2 separate regions of the Anas platyrhynchos genome follow, and region 2 is linked to region 1. The links are chromatin contacts, called in public Hi-C maps. All regions are on one chromosome and are shown on one strand. The core of a region is the stretch at or near the end of the contact, and the rest is flanking DNA. Distances in the headings are between cores, read along the strand shown. Region 1 overlaps RELCH (RAB11 binding and LisH domain, coiled-coil and HEAT repeat containing). Region 2 holds the start of PIGN (phosphatidylinositol glycan anchor biosynthesis class N).

Evidence for each region. A called contact is a pair of places that touch in the nucleus more often than the background predicts.
Region 2: a Hi-C map of skeletal muscle shows a contact between it and region 1, with 2.3 times the contacts expected there. The contact joins the promoter of PIGN here to the enhancer-like site in region 1. A contact is called at or near these places in 3 of 8 Hi-C or Micro-C datasets (F5 follicle, liver and skeletal muscle).

The regions. Positions count from the first base shown.
Region 1 is chr2:80,060,273-80,066,203 of IASCAAS_PekinDuck_T2T, forward strand. It overlaps RELCH (RAB11 binding and LisH domain, coiled-coil and HEAT repeat containing), which reads right to left. Exons shown (of 29, transcript XM_038175614.2): 12 at 4,220-4,310; 13 at 14-85. Among named protein-coding and RNA genes, the nearest start is that of TNFRSF11A, 32 kb to the left of the region's middle. Within about 2 kb of position 1,744, at least 2 of the 8 cell types and tissues checked have an H3K27ac peak or open chromatin away from gene starts, as enhancers often do.
Region 2 is chr2:80,109,554-80,115,293 of IASCAAS_PekinDuck_T2T, forward strand. PIGN (phosphatidylinositol glycan anchor biosynthesis class N) reads left to right here and starts at 1,772. Exons shown (of 29, transcript XM_072034992.1): 1 at 1,772-1,870. RELCH (RAB11 binding and LisH domain, coiled-coil and HEAT repeat containing) reads right to left here and starts at 1,718. Exons shown (of 29, transcript XM_038175614.2): 1 at 1,139-1,718. The coding sequence starts at 1,634.

The sequences.
Region 1 (5,931 bases), core at 494-2,993:
TATTAATACTTACTGGAAGGTAAGGTGCTAGAGCTCCACAAGACTCTGCTACCAGTAGCCGTCTCTCTGGGTATTTGTGGTTGATCTGGTGAGGAGAAACAGAATGGCTATTTGCTTTGCAGAAACCAGTATTCAAAATGTGGTTAGAATGAACTGCAACAGAGGGATGTGTGTGCACCTCTTAGATAAACATTGGCTGTGCCTGTAAAAGTTGCATATGGGTACAAAGCAGCCTCAAATTCTTGCACTGAGGCATAGAGGCAGGGCAGATACAGCCTTCTCCTGTAAGTCAGAGCTTACTGTAAGAGAAGAAGCTGGGAAGCATGTACGGAAACACAGTAAAAATACGGATAGAAAGCAGTGCATGGGTTGCTGGACTCAGAAAATATTCTCCAAAGAATATGAGTAACTTAGGAGCTGGAAGATCCTGAAATGTCTTGTCCTCTACAAACTACACAAGTGCCCTCTAGTGATCTGAGCCAACCATTGTAGCATAGCTGCCCGGGTCTTGCCAAGCAGTCAGGGTCAGGAGAGGACACAAATACTAAGCCTAAAAGTATTTGCATACTTTTGAAGTTCTGTTCCCATGAACGTGTCACGTCTCTAAGATGTGACTGAGCACAGCTCCTGTCCTCAAGAGCCTCTAACTCCTGTGCTGCCTACCTTCCCTTTCCAAAGGCCATTTGAAAATTCTGCCACAGAAATTTGATATTGACACTTCTGAAAGAAGTTTGCATCCTGGTGGAATCAGCTTTAATGTCCAGTGAGAGAAGAGCACTAATGGCTGTGCAATGAGAAACAGGTAATATGTTTCAATACACCTTGTGAATAAAAAAAAATTAGGGCAAAACAATGACAGGGAAAAGTGAATAGTTTAATCCTGTCAGGTAAAACAGGATATGCATTTGGTGTGACTATTCCGATTTCTCTTGCTGTGCAGAGGACCAGCTATCTTACCATGGAAAAGACCAAGGTAGTGCTGCCATCTGTGTCTTGGCCTTTACCGGGCAGACTTCTCTTCAGCAATCCCAGGTCCCTAAAAACCATGGGACACTTTGGAGCCAGGAAGACTTACCCTTGGGAGAAAATGATCAGGTTAGGAAACATTTAAACAAATTGGACACATAGGAGTCTATGGACCTTGGTGGGATGCACCCCTGAATGCTAAGAGAGCTGGATGCTGTCATGGCAAGACCACTCTTGGCAAACACTGAATGGCTGTTGCAATGGGGGAGGTTCCTGAGCGCTGGAAGAAACCAAATGTGACCGCTATCTTCATGAAGGACAAGACAGAAGATCCAGGGAACTACTGATCAGTCTGCCTTACCTCACTGTCTGGAAAAGCATTGGAGCAATTAATCCCAGAAACCACAAGAACGTGATTGGTAATCATGTTCTTCAAGTCAGCATGGATTTGGGTAGGAAAACCCACAACTGATCAGCCCTATAGCCTTTTAAGATGAGATCACTGGCTCAGAGAACAAGGAGAAAGCAGCGGATGTTGCTTATCTTGACTTCAGGAAGGCTTTTGATACTGCCTCCCATAGCATCTTCACATATAAACTGATGAAGTCTGGGCTCGACAAGTGCGCAGTGAGGCAGACAGAAACCAGGCTGAACTAACTGCAGGCTCAAACGGTTGTGACCAGAAGCACGAAGCCCAGCAGAGGGGGGTCAGTCCCCAGTGCAATGCCCCAAGGGGTAATTCCAAGGCCAGTAAGGAAGATGTGTAACAAAGTGTTGCACCCAAGGAGAAATAGTTTCCATGCACAGGGCCAGGCTCAGGGCCAACTGGCTGGAGAGCTGCTCAGCAGAGTGACCCAGAGGGCCTGGTGGATCCCAAGCTGAGCTCACAACACACCCTCACAGCCAAGAAGGTACAGGGTGTTCTGGGCAGCAGTAGGATGACCACAACGGGTAGGTAAGGAAAATGGTTCTTCTTCTCTCCTCAGCACTGGTGATACCAAATCTAGAGTGCTGTGTACAGTTCTGGGCTCCCCAGCGAGAGAGACATGGACATTTTAGCAAGTCCAGCAGAAAGATAAGACAATTAAGAGATAGGAGCATCTCATATATGGGGGGAAGCTGAGAGAGGTGGGTTTGTTTCATCTTGGGAAGGGACATCTCTGAAGATATATCATGCATGTGAAGCAAACTGAACCATCAAGCATGAAAGAATTTCTTGAGTGTCTTCGATAATTTTTATTTTTATTTTTTTTGCATTCATACACCAACAGGGCACCTGTAATATTTTGTAAGCATGGAGATTTAGATTTCATAGATGACAAACACTATGGCCCTGCATCAGGCTGCTTTTAATACTTAAGCCAAAGATACCATTAGTTTTATGTGGCAACTTTCTAAACACAAAGTCCATACTGGTAATAGACATATACTCCACTTCCTCAACCTCTGCCTACTTGAGGGAAATTGCAAATACTCATTGCGTCCGGTTTAGGCAGAGTGGCAAGGCAATATAAATATTGCCCCTGTTACTGCAAAGACATACTGACATACTGGAAAGGAAAATAGAAGAAGACTCAAGTTTCTCTAACGCTTGTTCAGGGAAGATTGCTAGTCCATGACAATGTAAACGTAACTGTAAATTGATTATCATTTCTTTTCTTTTGTCTTTAATTAGTAGTACTACGTTTTTTGGAAACCGGTTAATTGGTCGCTAGCTGTTAGGGAACTTTTAGCATCCACAGAGCCTTGATCTAAACTCAGATGAGCAAGCCAGAAAATTCTACATGTAGAGCTGTGAACAGCAGGTAGAAATATTGCAAAGACTAGCCTGAGATCCAGAGTATGCAGATAAAAATGCTGATTGTTCTGAAAGCCCAGTCCTTTGCATTTGTAAATACATTTTGGTTGGAGCCCAACTACATTAACCCCTTCATGATTAAGGGATTAAGGGCATCTACTGAGAGAAAGTAGAAAATCATACTGTATGGGTACTTTTGAGTTCTTTCTACAAAATCATTTTTGTGACAATGAGATTCAGCTAGTATGTTGCTGGAGAAAATGCTGACCTGGGCTCAGTACTGCAAAGAAAGTCTGGCAAACTGCATGAGATAAATGCATGATGTCATATGGCTTGGCAGCCTGATACGCTGCACTGTCACAGTTGGACTGGTTTGTCTTGTGCATCAGCAATTATCAGGAAACTGGAACGATGAAGATGGGCTCTTATTGAAGTGAGACTGGTTCCTATTAACACTGCTTAACTTTCATGAGAAGGACTAAGAAAACAAAACAAGGTTTGAGTTTAACTGCTGTGGGTCTTTCCTTTAATCAACGGATAAATGAGTCATACACATAAGCACAAATGCTACATCTAATATGCACTTGCACTGTCAGAAAGCGTTAAGGCAATTAAAGATTGGACTTCATTGTGAAACAGAGATGGCTGAGTTATGCATGTGGAGAAACAGGAGACAATTATCAGACCAGAAAGACGGGGCCATCAAAACAAGCATTACAACTCTTGTCATAGCTTAATTATTCACTGTCTTTTAGGTGATGAAATCTCTTTCCTTCCTAATGGTAGAAAAAATAAAGATTTTCACCCAAACTCATCTTGCTCTGTTTCTGTGTCTCAGAAAGATCATTCAGTTTGGTTGTTCGATTCTTTCTGTTAATTCAGACTATCTGTAGAAAAGGTCACTGTGATTCTAGAAGTCACATTGTAAGCTTCAGGCTGGTTTTGGAGGTGTAAGCCATCTATACTCCTGACTACATTAATCTTTAATTTCCTGTTGAAGAATTTAAACTAGCTGAAGCGTGGATACTGCTCCAAGGACTTATTAATTACAATGTAAAAGTCATCAGGTTATATCTTTGAATGCAAATGGATTTCCAACAGTCTGGAAATGACTGTTTGAAATTTATAAACACACCCACTTGGCAATAGGTTAGACAGCACTGCTGATGAAGATGTGCCTATCTGCACTTCTATATAACATGCAGGTCCGTGATGTACAGATACCTAGAATCTCCAGATACACTTGATCAAATTTTCTGCTTCTGAATTCTTTTCCATGTTACATAAAGGTATACATAATGATGACAAAGACCATCCAAATACATCTCTGAAAAATTCCTTGAACAGACATTTATTGAAAAACAAAACTAAAACAACCTCCCCTTCAGCAAATAAAACCCAACGTTTATGAAGTTGTAACTAACTTACTAGTGTAAAGCACAAAATAAGCATTACCTGTTCCCAACACTGCGGTAAAAGCTCAGCTTCTACACGTGTTGGTCCAACATGTCGGGCAAACGCCACACAACCGGTCAGTATCATCTGTCTGAAAACATAAGTTTAAAAAACTTAATCTGTTTATAAAGAGAAGCTCTATAACATGAGACGTCCTAATTCCTTAGGTTAGGAAAAACAGGTATAGTCAGGCAACAGGTAATTATCTACAGTCAAAATCTCACTCCATATGCACTGACTGAAAGGCTAAATCTTAGACTGAAAGCCATTATATTGTTTTCTACTTAATATGCCTTTTCAAGAAACTAGTAGATCCAAAACGCAAAGGACCAGAGCCTGAAAATCTCTGACTGGGAAACCCCTGAGCACTCATTTCCTAATGTTTGAGATCAGGAATATCTGACTAAATCTCTGATACAAGTCTTAATTCTGAATACCATGATTCACCATGCAATAACAAGATCTAAGTTTATTAACACTACCTACTGCTTTTATTTAGAAGCATCTGCTGGTTTGAATGACCTTTGTTCAAAGTCATTTCGTTCTTTCACGAAATGGTCTTGCAACATTCTAATATGCAAGTTACTGTCATCTCTCCCAAAATACTGGACTTTACTCTTGTCAGAAATCTTCAAAAGCCCATTATGGAAAGGGCACAATCAATCAGTAGTATGTATGATTTCTATTTATATTCTTGCTAAAAAAAAAACACAACAAAAACAATTTAGGAGATTTAGAAATACTAATTCCTAAATGATTATTATTTACTATTAGGATCCAAAAAAACTTAAAATACAAATGACCTTTTGACCAATCCATGCAACCAGCTGGGTGAGTAACTTCAGGAACTGTGTGAGGTCAGAAATTCCTCATCGTACCTACATTTCAGACATTTGAGGAACCACCTTCCTCACAAACAGCTATACACAAAATGAGGTTCTACTGTAGATAAAGAAGTAAAATTTCACTTAAACTTGAGACAGTCATTTTATCACCTTTACAGTCAGATTAGAATACTACTGAATTTGTTCAGTAATACTCTGCACAAGGCAAGACAGAATTAATCTGATACCATTTCAGTGCCATGTCTGAACTCCTGAACATTTACTGCAGCTAACAGTATGCCCTTAAGGTTGAAAGGCAGAGATTATTTCTTGTTGATTATTTCTTAACCAGTAATACAACATACTCCTCCATCAAAAAGAGACACGTTCACTTTCAGAATATTTACAAGGAGAAATAGTCTACCTAAAAGATTTTTTTCCTAGCATGCTTTAGGCCAAACAACACAAGCTTTTTTTTTTTTTAAATAATTTTTTAGTTTCTCTACCACATACAGTGAACTAGACCTTTGATCAAGGTAAAAGGTTTGGGGGAAAAACAAAAACATAACGATTAGATAAGACTCGAGAAATCAAAAGCTGATGTTGTGCTAGCAATATGGAGACAAAAGACTGTGGCAATTCCAAGTTCTACAACAAACAAGAGAAATTCAAATACCTGTCTGGTTCCTGACCTACACACTGCACCTAATCACAGAATTGGGCAACAGAGCATACTTTCTTAATATATTAACAGAATATATTGCAGGATACAGTACTCATGTGAAATCTACCGCATCAGACAAAGGGAAATAAACTATATTTTAGTTTAAACTAAACCTCGAAAAACTTTAATGAAATCTCAAAATTAAGGCAGACTTCCCTTTTGCC
Region 2 (5,740 bases), core at 522-3,021, 49 kb after region 1:
CGTTAAAAAAAAAAAAGAGGAGAATGTTTAGTCAATTGGATGAATCGATTGGAAACCCCAAGAAAGCTGCTTTTAAGGAAACAGAGATTTTTGTTGGCCCATAGCCTTGAAGCATGAGCGTTCACCAATCTTATCATGAAAGCAACAACACTGAAGCTCTCGGTAGGACAAAGCCAAGTATGAAATTCTAAGCATTTGTAAGCAAGACAAGCAGCATATAAACAACATGGTAAGAATTAAAGAAGAATTCCATCCAGTTTTTAAAATACATTGAAAAAACGATAAAAGCTGAAAGCCTAGATGCCTCCTGTTATCCAAGCCATCTCGATACCACCAGTTCTTTCCAATTTTTAAGTCTAACTGCATGTCTTTGCAACATTGGACACTTTCTGAAGTCAACCAAAGTACAGGACTACGTGCAGGAGGCCACTAGGTATCTTAGAATACGCATACAGATAAACCTTTCAACAGTATTTTGAAAAAAACACCTTTCATTTCAATGCTGTCCAGGAGCTCATTAAGACCTCAGAAGTCAGGTGTCTGGGCAACTCCTCTCTCTCTCAGCGCCACTTCCATTAGCTACCAGGCTTTTAAACCTCTGCTGTTCTCAACAGTAATACTGTTAAATCACACAAGTAATTCTATTCTAAACCACCCGCTCTACTATTAAAACCTAAAAGCTTTTCAGGCCAGCTATGCCACTTCTGAAACACCCTCACTGCTTCCAGTAGGCACGCTAGCCCGGTATATTTCCCCCCACCGAGTGGGGATCCCCGAAACGGATAGCCCAAGAGTAGAAGCACCTGGTTATTGGAAGCACTGTGTTAGTTGTGTGCGATGGGGTGGTACCCGTGTAACTGAGGCCCGTCCTGCAGACCTGAGCACCGCACTGACAGCCACATTTTGACAGCTGCTGGGTGCCCCTGCGCAGCCTGCTCTGCGTCACCCTGCGGGACCAGCTGATCCCTGGGGATCCCTCCCAGCCTCAGCCACCCCGCGAGGCTCCAAATGAATGGGTGGCGGCTCCGGCAGCCCTCTCACCACGCCGCACGCCCGCTCCTCTTTGCGAGGGGGTGCCCAGGAGGGCAGGCGCTGCCCAGGGCAGCCTCAGCCCCCGCCCCGTCCCCCCGGCACTTACTGAGCTGGCCGGGGCCGGGCTCCCTGCCGCCGGCCGCCCCCAGCAGGCTGCCGGGCAGCCCCCCCGAGGCGCCGGGCGGCGTGCCGCTCTGCCTCTCGAAGTTGCCGGGGTTGGAGAAGAAATCCCGCAGGCGGGGCAGCTCGCGGCCGCTCTCCAGCAGCTCGGTGTGCAGCTCCAGCGCCGTCAGCAGGAACTGGTCCCGCAGCAGCTGCGCCGCCATCGCGTCCATCGACACCCGCGGCGGCTCCACCGCCGAGCCGGGCCCGGACCCGGACCCGGACCCAGAACCGGCCCCGGCCCCGGCCCCGCCGCCATCGCCCGGCGCCCCCGCCGCCCGCGGGCCCGGCGGCTCCTCGGGGCTGCCCGGCTCCTCCCGCCGCGGCTCGGCCGGCTCCGTGCTGCTGCTGCTGCCGCCGCCGTGCCGCCCTCCGCCGGGCTCGTCCTCCTCCGAGTCGCTGAGGAAGGGATTCACACCGCCGCCACCGCCCGCCGCCATCTTGCGGCGCGACGCGAGGCGAGGCCCTCCCGCACCTCCGCCCGCCCGCCGCCCACTGCGCTCCGCAGCCCGCCCCGCGGCCTCTTCCGGCTCGCCGCTCTCGCGAGAGCCGCCGGGACAACGGGACCGGCCCCGCTGCCTGGGAGGGAGGGGGCGGGGCTTGGTGGGGGTGGGCGGGGCTTGAGGGGGGCCGCGGAAGCGGAAGGGGACCTGGCCGGGCGCGCGGCGGGAGGCGAGTGAGTGGCGGCGCCTGCGCAGTGCGCGCGGCGGGAGCGGGGCTGGGGGAGATAGGGCGGGTGGGAGGCGGGGGAGGGAGGGGGTCCTGCCGGGCGCGGGGCGCGCTCATGGGGGGAATTTGGGGTTTCACGGCTCGTTGGGGCCCTTCCCTGCTCTCGTATGCACCCCTTAGGTGCTGGAAGGCTGCTGCAAAGTCTCCCAGAGCCTTCCTCTCTCCGTGCTAGCAGATGGAAGCAAAGCTGGGGTTGAAATGTCGAATAAAAGCGTGGCCGGATCTCAGGGAGGCAAAAAGACACGTTTCTGGGTGTGTGGAAGTGACCGTCCTGCAAATTAATCGAAACTCTATCAAGGCTACATCTAACCTTGTTTTACTGGGCTCTACTAGGTGCAGCAGTACTCAGTACCGTAACTGCAAACTGGTTAATCCGTGTTATAATGCTATGCTATAAAATAACGGTACTCCTGTATTTAGTTTACATACATTTTCCTTAAAATGCAATCAACCTGTCCTTTAATAAACTTTTTTTCTCCCATAATATATTGATTTCATATTGTCTATAGGAAAAAAGTAGGGGAGTGTGAGCTGTAGGGGAGTGTGAATGGGTTGTAGCATAAAATGAAGCGGCAAAACACACTAAAACACACTAAATAAACTAAAAATAATATACTAAAATACACTAAAAATAAGAAAAGCGTTTTCTCTCGGTACTTTGGTGGAATCAGTGTGGTGGATTTCGTTACAGAAATCTTGTCACTTTTCTGGAGAGTTAAAGGATGCTCAGTGTGAACTCACTAAAAGTTCATCTGCTTGTGGTCTTTTTTCTCTTATTTTTTTTTTCCCCTTACTGATGTCCTGTAGCAGCCTCTAGTGGTGATCTGTGATGTTTACAAGTGATTTGAAGTTTAAAGATGGTTTAAACAAGTCTCCCTTGCTTTTAAGGTACGCGTTGCTGCTGGCTTCTCTGTAGTTTTACAACAAGGACTAAATTTTTCTCTTCTCCCCTAAAATAATGCAAAAAATATTCTTCTGTTTCAGTACTTCCTACGAGGTTTGTTTGGGCTTATGAAATTAATTGCAATATATACACTGATGTCCTTCAGTTGCTCCAAAATAATCTACTGGCACCTAGGGTAAGGTTAACACAGCTGAAGTACATATTCCAGAGTGGAAGAAAAGTGTGTTTAAACTGCCTTGTACGATAACAATATGCTTAAAAATAGTTTATTGCAGTATACAAATAGGTATTCTAAGAGTCTAATTTAAGGGACTTGAGAAGAAAGCCTTACAAGAAACATCCATCACCACGAAGGATGTGTGAGGCAGAAAAAGATGCTGAAGTTCTGGAAACAAGGCATTAAATAGGTTTACCTGATGGAGACATCTACAAATTCATTTATTTTTCTGCCTCCAAAAGGTATGCATTGTTTCTTACTGGAATTAAAATCTTCTTCTGCCTTTAAAGGGTACAAGTTGTTTGTCTGAAGAATAGCTTACCTTAATATGTTTCAGAAGATAAGGTTTCCAAATATAGCTCTGTCAAGCTGGGTATCCAAAATATGGAGGGCTTGTATGGAGGAAAAACAAACAAAAAAAAAGCAGCCTTCAGGGTTTTTTCTTGTGTTTTTATTATTATCATTATTACTTGGTTTTGTATGAAACAAAACCCAGTTTTTCAATGTATGCATATTTTTTTCATGAACTTTAAAATGTGCACTTCTTGAGGCAGAAAATGAGTAGAAACACATCAATCTTTGCTCTTCTTGTGTTGATTTTCGTAGGGTTGTTGAATCCTGATCTAATATAGGCTATTTTATAAATATATATATTTTTTTGTATGTTAAATATAGGTATAGCTTTACCCACAGAAACTGACTTTATAATGTATCTGAAGTAAAAATAGGACAGAAGGGACTCTTGGAAATATTTTCAGCCTTAACAAAAATGTGATAATGTCCCACAAAGTAAGAGGCGAACATATAAATTTGCAGATGACACCAAGTTGTGGGAAAGTGTTGATCTGCTGGAGGGTAGGAAGGCCCTGCAGAGGGACCTGGACAAGCTGTGTCAATGGGCAGAGGCCAGTGGGGTGAGGTTCAACATGACTAAGTGCTGGGTCCTGCACTTTGGTCACAACAACCCCGTGAAACACTACAGTCTTGGGGCAGAGTGGCTGGAAAGCTGTGCAGAGGAAAAGGATCTGGGGGTGCTTATTGATGCTTGGCTGAACATGAGCCAGCAGTGTGCCCAGGTGGCCAAGAAGGCCAACGGCATCCTGGCTTGTATCAGGAACACTGTGGCCACCAGGACCAGGGAGGTGATCGTCCCCCTGTACTCGGCTCTGGTGAGGCTGCACCTTGAGTGCTGTGTTCAGTTTTGGGCCCCTCGCTACAAGAAGGACATGGAGGCCCTGGAGCGTGTCCAGAGAAGGGCTACAAAGCTGGTGAGGGGCCTGGAGAACAAGTCCTACGAGGAGCGGCTGAGGGAACTGGCGTTGTTTAGTGATCAGGCATTGGGACGGGTGGTGGAGTCACCGTCCCTGGGGGTGTGCAAGGAAAGGTTGGACCTGGTGCTTGGGGACATGGTTTAGTGGTGACATTGGTAGTAGGGTGATGGTTGCACCAGATGATCTGGGAGGTCTCTTCCAACCCTACTGATTCAATGAGGTTAGAAATAATTCCTTCCTTTGGGAGGAGAAAAGTTCAATTACTTTTTCTTTTCTCTAGATTTGTTGTTTTGAAGCATTTCTGTGAACAATGGATGCTTGGGAGCCTGCTGTCTGAAGCATGGTGAATAAAGCATTTACAGCCCAAGAAGAATTTTAGAAATTTGGGAATCCAAGTTCAAATTTTGTGACGTATTTCATGTTTTTGTGAGAATGAATAGAGAGAAATGCCACTGAGTGAAGTCACAACTTGGGGATAAGAGATATGACGTTTTATACATCCACAAACTGGAGAATTGAGTTGTTGGTCTTCATTCACTCATGTTTGGAAAGCTGTGGAAGGTGGGTATGTTGTCTGCCAATGTAGGCTGTACAGAAAGAAAGTTGTGGAGGTTACAGATGGCTGTTAAAGATGGCATTCTGAACCATATTGAAGGACAGTATAGGTGGGAAAGGAAGCAGCAGAAATCAAGTATAAAAGTGGCCTTTGTAAAGTCATTCAGAGATTTTAAAGAACTAAACTCATGTGAGAGGCTATGCTGCCTGAATTTATTAACGAGTCTGTTATTGAAGCTTTCTGGAGGTGAAAACAAGGCTTGAAATTGAGAAGGTCTTATTTATTCCTGTCACTGCAGAAGCACGCTCCACCAACGTGCAAAGAGGTTTCTACGCTTAACTCTGTTTTCCTTATTCTGCCTGCTGTTGTTCGGTCGAGAATTGGAGGAAAATGTGATTGAAGATATTTAAGCTGGCTTGTGGAGAAGGTCATGCAATGAAGGCAATGGTGTTAATAAATTTAATATAAGTTGGAAAACAAAGTAAGAATCCGAGGACGTGCTTCGAATGTGCTCGGTTAGCACAGCTGGGAGGTGATGCGGGCCTGTCCATCTGGTGCCAAAGGAGGTCTATTTTATGAAATAGAATGGGGAACTGCACTGGAGCAAAGTTATTTCAGTTTCCTTCCCTTTTTTTTTTTTTTCTTTAGGTTATTTTCAGTCTGTCTCACTATGCAGTTTTCCAGGCAGCTGTGCCAGTCCAAGGGAGGGCTTGGCATGGGAGTACGTGGGTGGGAGCAGAGGACAGGACAACTCTCTGTAGCTGTTGTAGCTTGGTTTTTCTTGTGGTATTTGTGGCTGTGAGGACCTCTTGTTCTTCTGACATGGCAGTAGCAGTTAGGTATTTGTGTAGCAACACCCGATGAAATAT